Linked DNA regions of Mus musculus: region 2 is linked to region 1. Evidence: chromatin contacts called from public Hi-C data. All regions are on one chromosome and are shown on one strand. Each heading gives the region's core, a stretch centred on a gene start, on an enhancer-like site or on the middle of the called end of the contact. The rest is flanking DNA. Distances are from core to core; before and after follow the strand shown.

Region 1 (3,377 bases), core at 169-2,668:
CTGAGCCATCTCTCCAGCCCTATGTGCTTTCTTTAAGTCAACTTAATTTTCTCCTTAAGCCTCCATTTGGTAGATCCTGGGAAATTCCACCTTTACTGGTTTTTGTCCAAGGTGGCCATAGGCAACAGCAGGGGCTAGGAGCTTTATGTGATACCTGGAGAACACTCAGTGCCACCCACCTGAGTAGGTCTAACTCCAGGTTCTGAATAGGATTGCTATGTGAGGAAGGGACTCGTTCCACGACGAAGTCTCACCATCTCCCCACAGAGCCACTCTCAGTTTAGCAGGGACTAGCTGATGCGGCAAGATGAAACTTAGCTGTTGTGTTCAGTAGTGGTCAGTTCTGGAAGCTATTTGAGGGCTCCTGAAAATGTCTGGTGATTGGAAGAAAGATCACAGGCTCCATAACTTAACCAGTTATTCACCAAGGTAGAAATGTGGAAGCGTTTGTGTTCATAAAAGGTAACAATGTCATCTTTACTAATTGTCAATACCCACAAACCCTTCATCCTATTAGAAAACAATTCATTGTTTTATCTCCTTTTGCAGGAATTACTGAGTGTAGGAGTGCTTATTATGAAGTCACTCCTGGCCAGGAAAACAAAAATAAAAATAAATAGCTCCTAAGGTCAGTCTCTGAACAACCTTGAGCCATTCACGCTAGGCCAGGTTTTTGTTTTCTCTTTCTCTCTCTCTCAAACACAATACCTTCATCAACTATTTGGGGATTTTACATAGTGCACCCCAATCACACTCACTTCTCAGTCCCCAGGTGTTCCTCTCAACCCTTGTGATTTCTTCCCTGAAAAAAAAAATACCACGTCCAATTTGTGTTGCCCATATACTCACTGAGCATGGCCAAACTTCCAGCGGCCAGCCCCTTAAAGATAAGCGAGTCCTTTCCTACCACCGGCAACCATCAGTTATGGAGAGTTACACCTCTGCATCCGTATCACAGTTTGGAAGTGTTCTTATGGATGGTTTCCTATCAAGGATGCTACTTTTGAGAGAGGAGGGAGGTTGTCACGGGAGCCTTCTGTGTCTCTCTTCCTCAACTGTGAATCTGCAGTGACCCATACAACTGCAGAGGACACTGCCTTGTCCTTATGACCAGTGGGAGCACGTGGACTTCCACATGTCTCTGTCGGTTTCTTAGAGCAAACTTTTCAGATACTGTCATGAGTCATCTGGAAGTCCATGCTGATTGGCTGAGCGTCAACTAAGGCTGCACCAGTGTCTCACAGATCCACGCTCACGAATTCAAGCTCAAAAGCATGTTTTCTTTTTATTGCTTTTTATTAAAATTTTTTTTTCAGAACCTTCGGTTAATCTCAGTGTTAAGTCCAGAGTCCTCTGACTCTATCCAATATTGACAGTTAGATACTGATCCCTCTTTCCTTCTGGAGCCCAATGACTTGCTGGGACCAGGCCATGCTTGCTGTAGCTCTCAGGCCTTTACTGAGAATGTCACTAACTGTGGTACTTTCCTGGGAATCCCTGCCAAGCACGATGCCAAGTTCAGCATCTGGCTCCTCTCCTGCCCCGTCTAAGAGAGCTGCCAAACTTGCCAGCCAGTTTTGGTTCCCTTCTCTCCTGAACCCAGCTCCCAAGACTGCACACGGCACCACCAGGCTCATTGTAAGGGATCTGTCTATCTTGTTTCTCTAAGCTCCAAGTCCTGGCAGACGATGTTAACATCTTTCTGTGATTTGTACAGTCTAAATTGGGCTTTGCCATGAATTAGCTACACAATGTAAAAACAACAACGACAACAACAACACTACTTCATTTCTCTGAATCATGGGTTTCCTCACTTATAAAATGAGGAGTTGAACTAACCGAGAGTTGCCAAAGGCCTGACAGCCTCCAGCCTTCCTTGGTTCCTTATGCTTATGTTGCCCAGGACATGGTTGACATCCAAGAACACACCTAGTGGATTTAATTAAGTGGAAATTTTAAGCAAGGAAAGGCTATATGTCCCAGAGAATCCTGGATGAATGGCTTGGGGCAGAGCAACACTTCATGGTGTTGGACAGGTTTATTTTTTGGTGCCTACCCCTCACCCCCATCCCCCATCTCTCCCAGACCTGCTCTTTCTGGCTGCATTTTTCAGCTCCTCTCAGTGCTAGGAGTCCCCCCCCCCCCCCGCCATTCTCTTCGAGGAAAATACGGGTCCAAGGGTGGTGGTGGTGGTGGTGGTGCAGGGTGATAAAGAAAAAGAAAATGAAAGAAAGAGAGGTCTACCGAAGAGGGTGGGACTGAAACGCATGTGGGTGTGGCTGGGGTGGGGAGCAGAATTTGAGGTTATAATCTGGAGGGATGAGACTCTTCAGAAAGATCTGCCACAGCAGCCCAGTCCCCAGAACAGTAAATAGATGAAGATGGTTATTCTGTTTCAGATCTGTGGTGCTGTGAACAGCCATTTTGAACACAGCTCTCACGGCCTGTGGAAGTAGAGCCCTGATTTGTTTATGACTGGGACATGCTCTTCTCGTGGCATTATGATTGCCTTCATTTTCTAGGCTGCTTGAAGCAACTTAATATGGCTGGACCTTGCAGAGGATACATACAGCCAGGTGTGCAGAAAGCAAGCGTGGTCCAGGTAGGGACACACCCCTCAGGGATCCCTTGTCCTTTTGGAGGCTCCTCCAGGTGCCCAGGGCCATGGGAGTCTGGCCACAGATGGGGTGTTCATAGTCTCAGGGACATCTCCCTCAAACAGCCTAGCTTCTTCCATAGGTAGGGACTCTCAGCCTTCTCAAAAGCAAGTCTCAGAAAGAAAACCCTAGAAGATCAAAGAATTTATGACTTCAAGGTGACAACTACCAATTTTCAGGATTTTTTTCCCAAATTACTGGGTACCATAAGCGGGGTGACCTCAGGCATCAAATGGCATGGCACTGTGCAACGATTTGGAGTCAGAAGCTTCTAGCGGGAGTTCCAGCTCTGGAACTCGTCTGTGTTGCCCATAGCAGTCCACCTAATGAAACTTCAGCCCTGTGGGTAAAAAGGTAACCATTCTCTGGCCCAGAAAGCTGTGCTGAGCAGTTACTCTGCAGTAAGGTGGTCTGATGGTACCTAAAGGATGCCATCTGTAGTAGAGGGGTCCTTCTGTAGTAGTCGTTCCTCTGGATACTCTGGAACTCAGGAGGGAACCAAATCTAGAGACAGTGACAGAGTCCTCTGCTAATGTTCTTCAAGTCTCCATCCCTGATAAGGAACCATCACAGGTACTAATTTTTCTCTTGCTGAAGCACCCAGCCTGTAGATGTCTCTGGGTTACAGTGTCAGAGGTTTTGCATTCTGAGTGGGCCTGGGGATCTGCTCTATGATCATCTCTCCCTTCTTCTGTAGGAGGATCATATGGACTTCTTAGC
Region 2 (3,494 bases), core at 767-3,266, 73 kb after region 1:
GTGAAAATAAGAGCCCTCTGTATTTTCCTTGCTTATGGAGAAAAGTTATTTTAGTAATCAGGGAAAGAGGAACCATGGGCTGAATCAGCAAAAATGCGGCACTGGGCCAGTTCAGCTCAATAATACTGGTATGTGTAATGTACACACGCTATGTACCTCTGTGGAAATAATCAAAGATATATATTGGAATTTTCGTGGTATAAGCCATGCCTGTGAAGCCCCTTGGTAGCCGAGAAGCCAGGGTGACTGAGAGTCATGTCTTCTGATACATGAAAACGTGTTCTGAACACACAACAAGTGTTTGATCCCACAACTGCATTTAATGTGGAAACAAACAAGAAACACAACTCTCAACACAAAGTAGTTTGTCTTTTCCAAGTGGTCATGCTGCAAACTGTTCAAACAGAGTCTCCGCTGTGTTTGTGTGACAAGAGTTCAAGGTGGCTCTAGTGGATAGAATCTTTACTTTTTAAATTTTTGCATCAATAAAATTGTTTCTCGATCTTGTTCTCTTGCTTCTTGCTTCCCTCTTATTGTTCCCTCTTGGTCTCTTCCCTTCCCCCTTCCCTTCCCCCTTCCCTTAAAATAAAATAAAATAAAATAAAATAAAATAAAATAAAATTGTTTCTCCAAAATGTCTCCTTACAAGGCTCCTGATAGACCCCATTAGAACTCTGCTGAGCGGCTGAGCATGCAGCCCGCATTGGCGTGAGAGAAATATGTGTATTTTAAACTTGCTTGGAGGAAGCGACTTGTTTGGAATGTTGCTTCTAGTTCTTCAAGGGTTGACCTGAGTTTGAAAACCCTGTGAAACAAAAGTGTACACAGTATCTTTAGGCACAGAGCCTTAGTATTTCTGGGAATCCTCTCCACTGTTCTAGTTCCTACAGGAGAGTTGCAATGGGTGTGTCTTTTTAAAAACCTAGCACACTGCATGGAGAAGCAGCCTAAAGCGTCTGCTTCATCTGTCTCTTCGATCACGTCAAAACTTCAATTAATCACCAAGTATGAGCTTGGGGCTTAAATCATTTAGGGTACAGATGATTTTAAGTTGTTTCAGCATAACGCAAAAAAAAAAAAAAATCATCAGAATATGAAGTGAAAGATTTAGTCTGTCACCCAGCTTCCAGATGTTTGGTACTATGTAGACAAACCATCAGAATGACTGGATTTTTTTTCTCTCTCTTCCCAATCCAGATGCCTGGTAGTTCCATAAGGAAAAGTAGTTTCCTTTCTCTGAGCGCCACATGCTCTCGTGGGTATCCCACACAGGGCATCATTTACTCTTCTTCAGCTCCGAAACGCCAGGCCTTTGGTATGCAGCAGAGTGGTCAGGAAGGCTGAGGGTTTTAGAATGGAATCGTGAAAGGAAAAGAACTTTGTTCAGAGGGAGAACGGTGTCCCTAACAGGACACCGTTTCCCAAAACTCCGCCTGTGGCATCTCATAATCTTAAATGGATGAAGCACAGCATCAGGCAGCTGTTTGTGTGGTTTGCATTTCCCTGGGATGCCACAGTCCTGCCTCTTCCCTCCTTCATCCTTTGTGGACCATGGATACAGCATTAAAACCATACATGGACATTATGTGGACAGAGCAGGTATAAATATGCATTAAGGGTGTGTGTGAGAGAGAGAGAGACAGAGAGACAGAGAGAAAGATAGAGACATAGACACACACACATGTATACAGTGAGAGGTGAGGAGGGAGAGGGAAAGAGAGAAAAAGAGAATAATCAGAGAAAAAGAGGCTATAAGTTTGAGAGTTAGGGAAGGGGCATATGTGGGAGGATTGCCAGGAGGAAAGGGAAGGGAGAATGATGTAATTATATTTTAATTTCAAAAACTAAACTAAAAAAGAGAAACCTATTAAAAATCAAAGCCTTCTGAGGACTGGAACTCTGGGTGGGAGCAGGGTTTCTGTCTGAAAGTAGGCAGCAGTTTGGTGACTAAGGCACAGACAAGCAGGCTTCACATAGAGGTGAGCGTGTCTTACAGAGTTGCTAAGCTGGAGCGTGACCACAGGCAGCAGCAACATTGTGTTCCTTTCTCCACAGTCCTAGAGATGGAAGAGCAGGCTGATGGAGAGGCTTCCACGCAACAGCAGATGAATCGAAGCAGAGTGGAGTCCAGGCTGCTTGGCAGCCTCAGCTCTCCCTGTAGAGAGACGCTGCTTAGATAACGAAGGCTAAATAGTTATAAAACCCAGCCCTTGACAGTTGCTGAAAGAAAAGCATACCTTGTCCTACAGCTATGGTTCTGAGCCTTGGATAATAAGAGGCAACATTTTATATTGGCCCCAACCAATTTTTCAAAAATAGTTTACAGGGAACTAGTAGAATTTCATGGGTACACATTTCGAATAGTTAGGAGGTGGGAGAGTCAAATAGGAATCTTTAGCACCATATAAAACAGTATCCCTTTTATTTTTTTCTGGATTGCTATAATTGAATATTTTAATGGCTCTCTCTCTCTCTCTCTCTCTCTCTCTCTCTCTCTCTCTCTGTGTGTGTGTGTGTGTGTGTGTGTGTGTGTGTGTGTGTGTGTGTGTGTGTGTGTGCTTCGTGAGACTGAATGCTAAAGTGTCAGAACTGAGTCCATGAGCCAGCACAGAGACAAGGTGGTGCTTGGTACCAAGCCTGGTTCCGAGTTAGATCCCAGAGTCCACATGGTGAGAGGAGGGAATTGACTCTGTTTGCCTCTGGCCTCTGGACGCTACAGCATCCCCTGCCCCACACAATGGAATAAACATTTAAAATAAATAAATAAAAGGACAGAACTGGAGCAGACCGAGAGCATATCCAGGTCTTTTTTTCTTTTTTGCTCTTTTATGGATAAGTAAATTAGGGAACCAAAATATGAACTTATCGAAGGCCTAACATAACTTAGGGGAAAGGTCAGAAATAAACCCATTTAGTTCCAGCTGTGACTCAGTGCAGGGCAGCCTGCCTCCGGATTACAGCATGACTCCCTCCACACTAGGCTTCCTGTGGCATCCAAGAATCAGACAGCCATCACTATGGCTAGAAACTGCTCCAAAGGATTCGCTCATTAGTTACTTAGAATGATGAAACAAAGCCAGCCCAGAGCCATGTTTACCCCCTCTTTGCCTCTGGAGTAAGACAGACTATTGCAAAAACAGAGCTAATAAAACTGCCTCTTCTTCAACCGTTTGGACAGTGGTCCTGAGAGTGGTGAGGACAGCGTAGCTTTTTATAGAGAACGTATCGCGCTTGGAAGAGTGGCATGTGCAGAATGTCACACTCATTTTTTTTTTTTTTTTTACCTCTGAACGTAACAAAGCAAGTGGCTTTAGTGCAGGAGGGGGAGAAGGAGAGCTACAGCTACCCAGGAAGACATAGGTGTCAGGGTGCTTCACAGAAGCCCGGAGCATCTGCACTTTCTACTCCTGCTGCCTCTGTGAAATGACAGAATGCGTGGGGAATGGGAGAATGAAGGATAGAGGTGGGCAAGCCAGGGAGATATTCTGTTGACA

What was found. A called contact is a pair of places that touch in the nucleus more often than the background predicts.
Region 2: a contact with region 1 is called in a Hi-C map of muscle stem cells, with 1.5 times the contacts expected there. The contact joins two enhancer-like sites. A contact is called at or near these places in 1 of 15 datasets of contacts at CTCF or cohesin (the NIH/3T3 cell line) and 5 of 484 Hi-C or Micro-C datasets (MC3T3-E1-derived osteoblasts, muscle stem cells, nephron progenitors and 1 more).

The regions. Positions count from the first base shown.
Region 1 is chr17:85,729,298-85,732,674 of GRCm38.p6, forward strand. No RefSeq gene overlaps it. Among named protein-coding and RNA genes, the nearest start is that of Gm41644, 25 kb to the right of the region's middle. Within about 2 kb of position 1,419, at least 2 of the 459 cell types and tissues checked have an H3K27ac peak or open chromatin away from gene starts, as enhancers often do. A contact at or near this core is called in muscle stem cells, where this site is marked.
Region 2 is chr17:85,801,870-85,805,363 of GRCm38.p6, forward strand. All of the region lies in intron 1 of Gm4718 (a long non-coding RNA gene), which reads left to right. Among named protein-coding and RNA genes, the nearest start is that of Gm29418, 3.9 kb to the left of the region's middle. Within about 2 kb of position 2,017, at least 7 of the 459 cell types and tissues checked have an H3K27ac peak or open chromatin away from gene starts, as enhancers often do. A contact at or near this core is called in muscle stem cells, where this site is marked.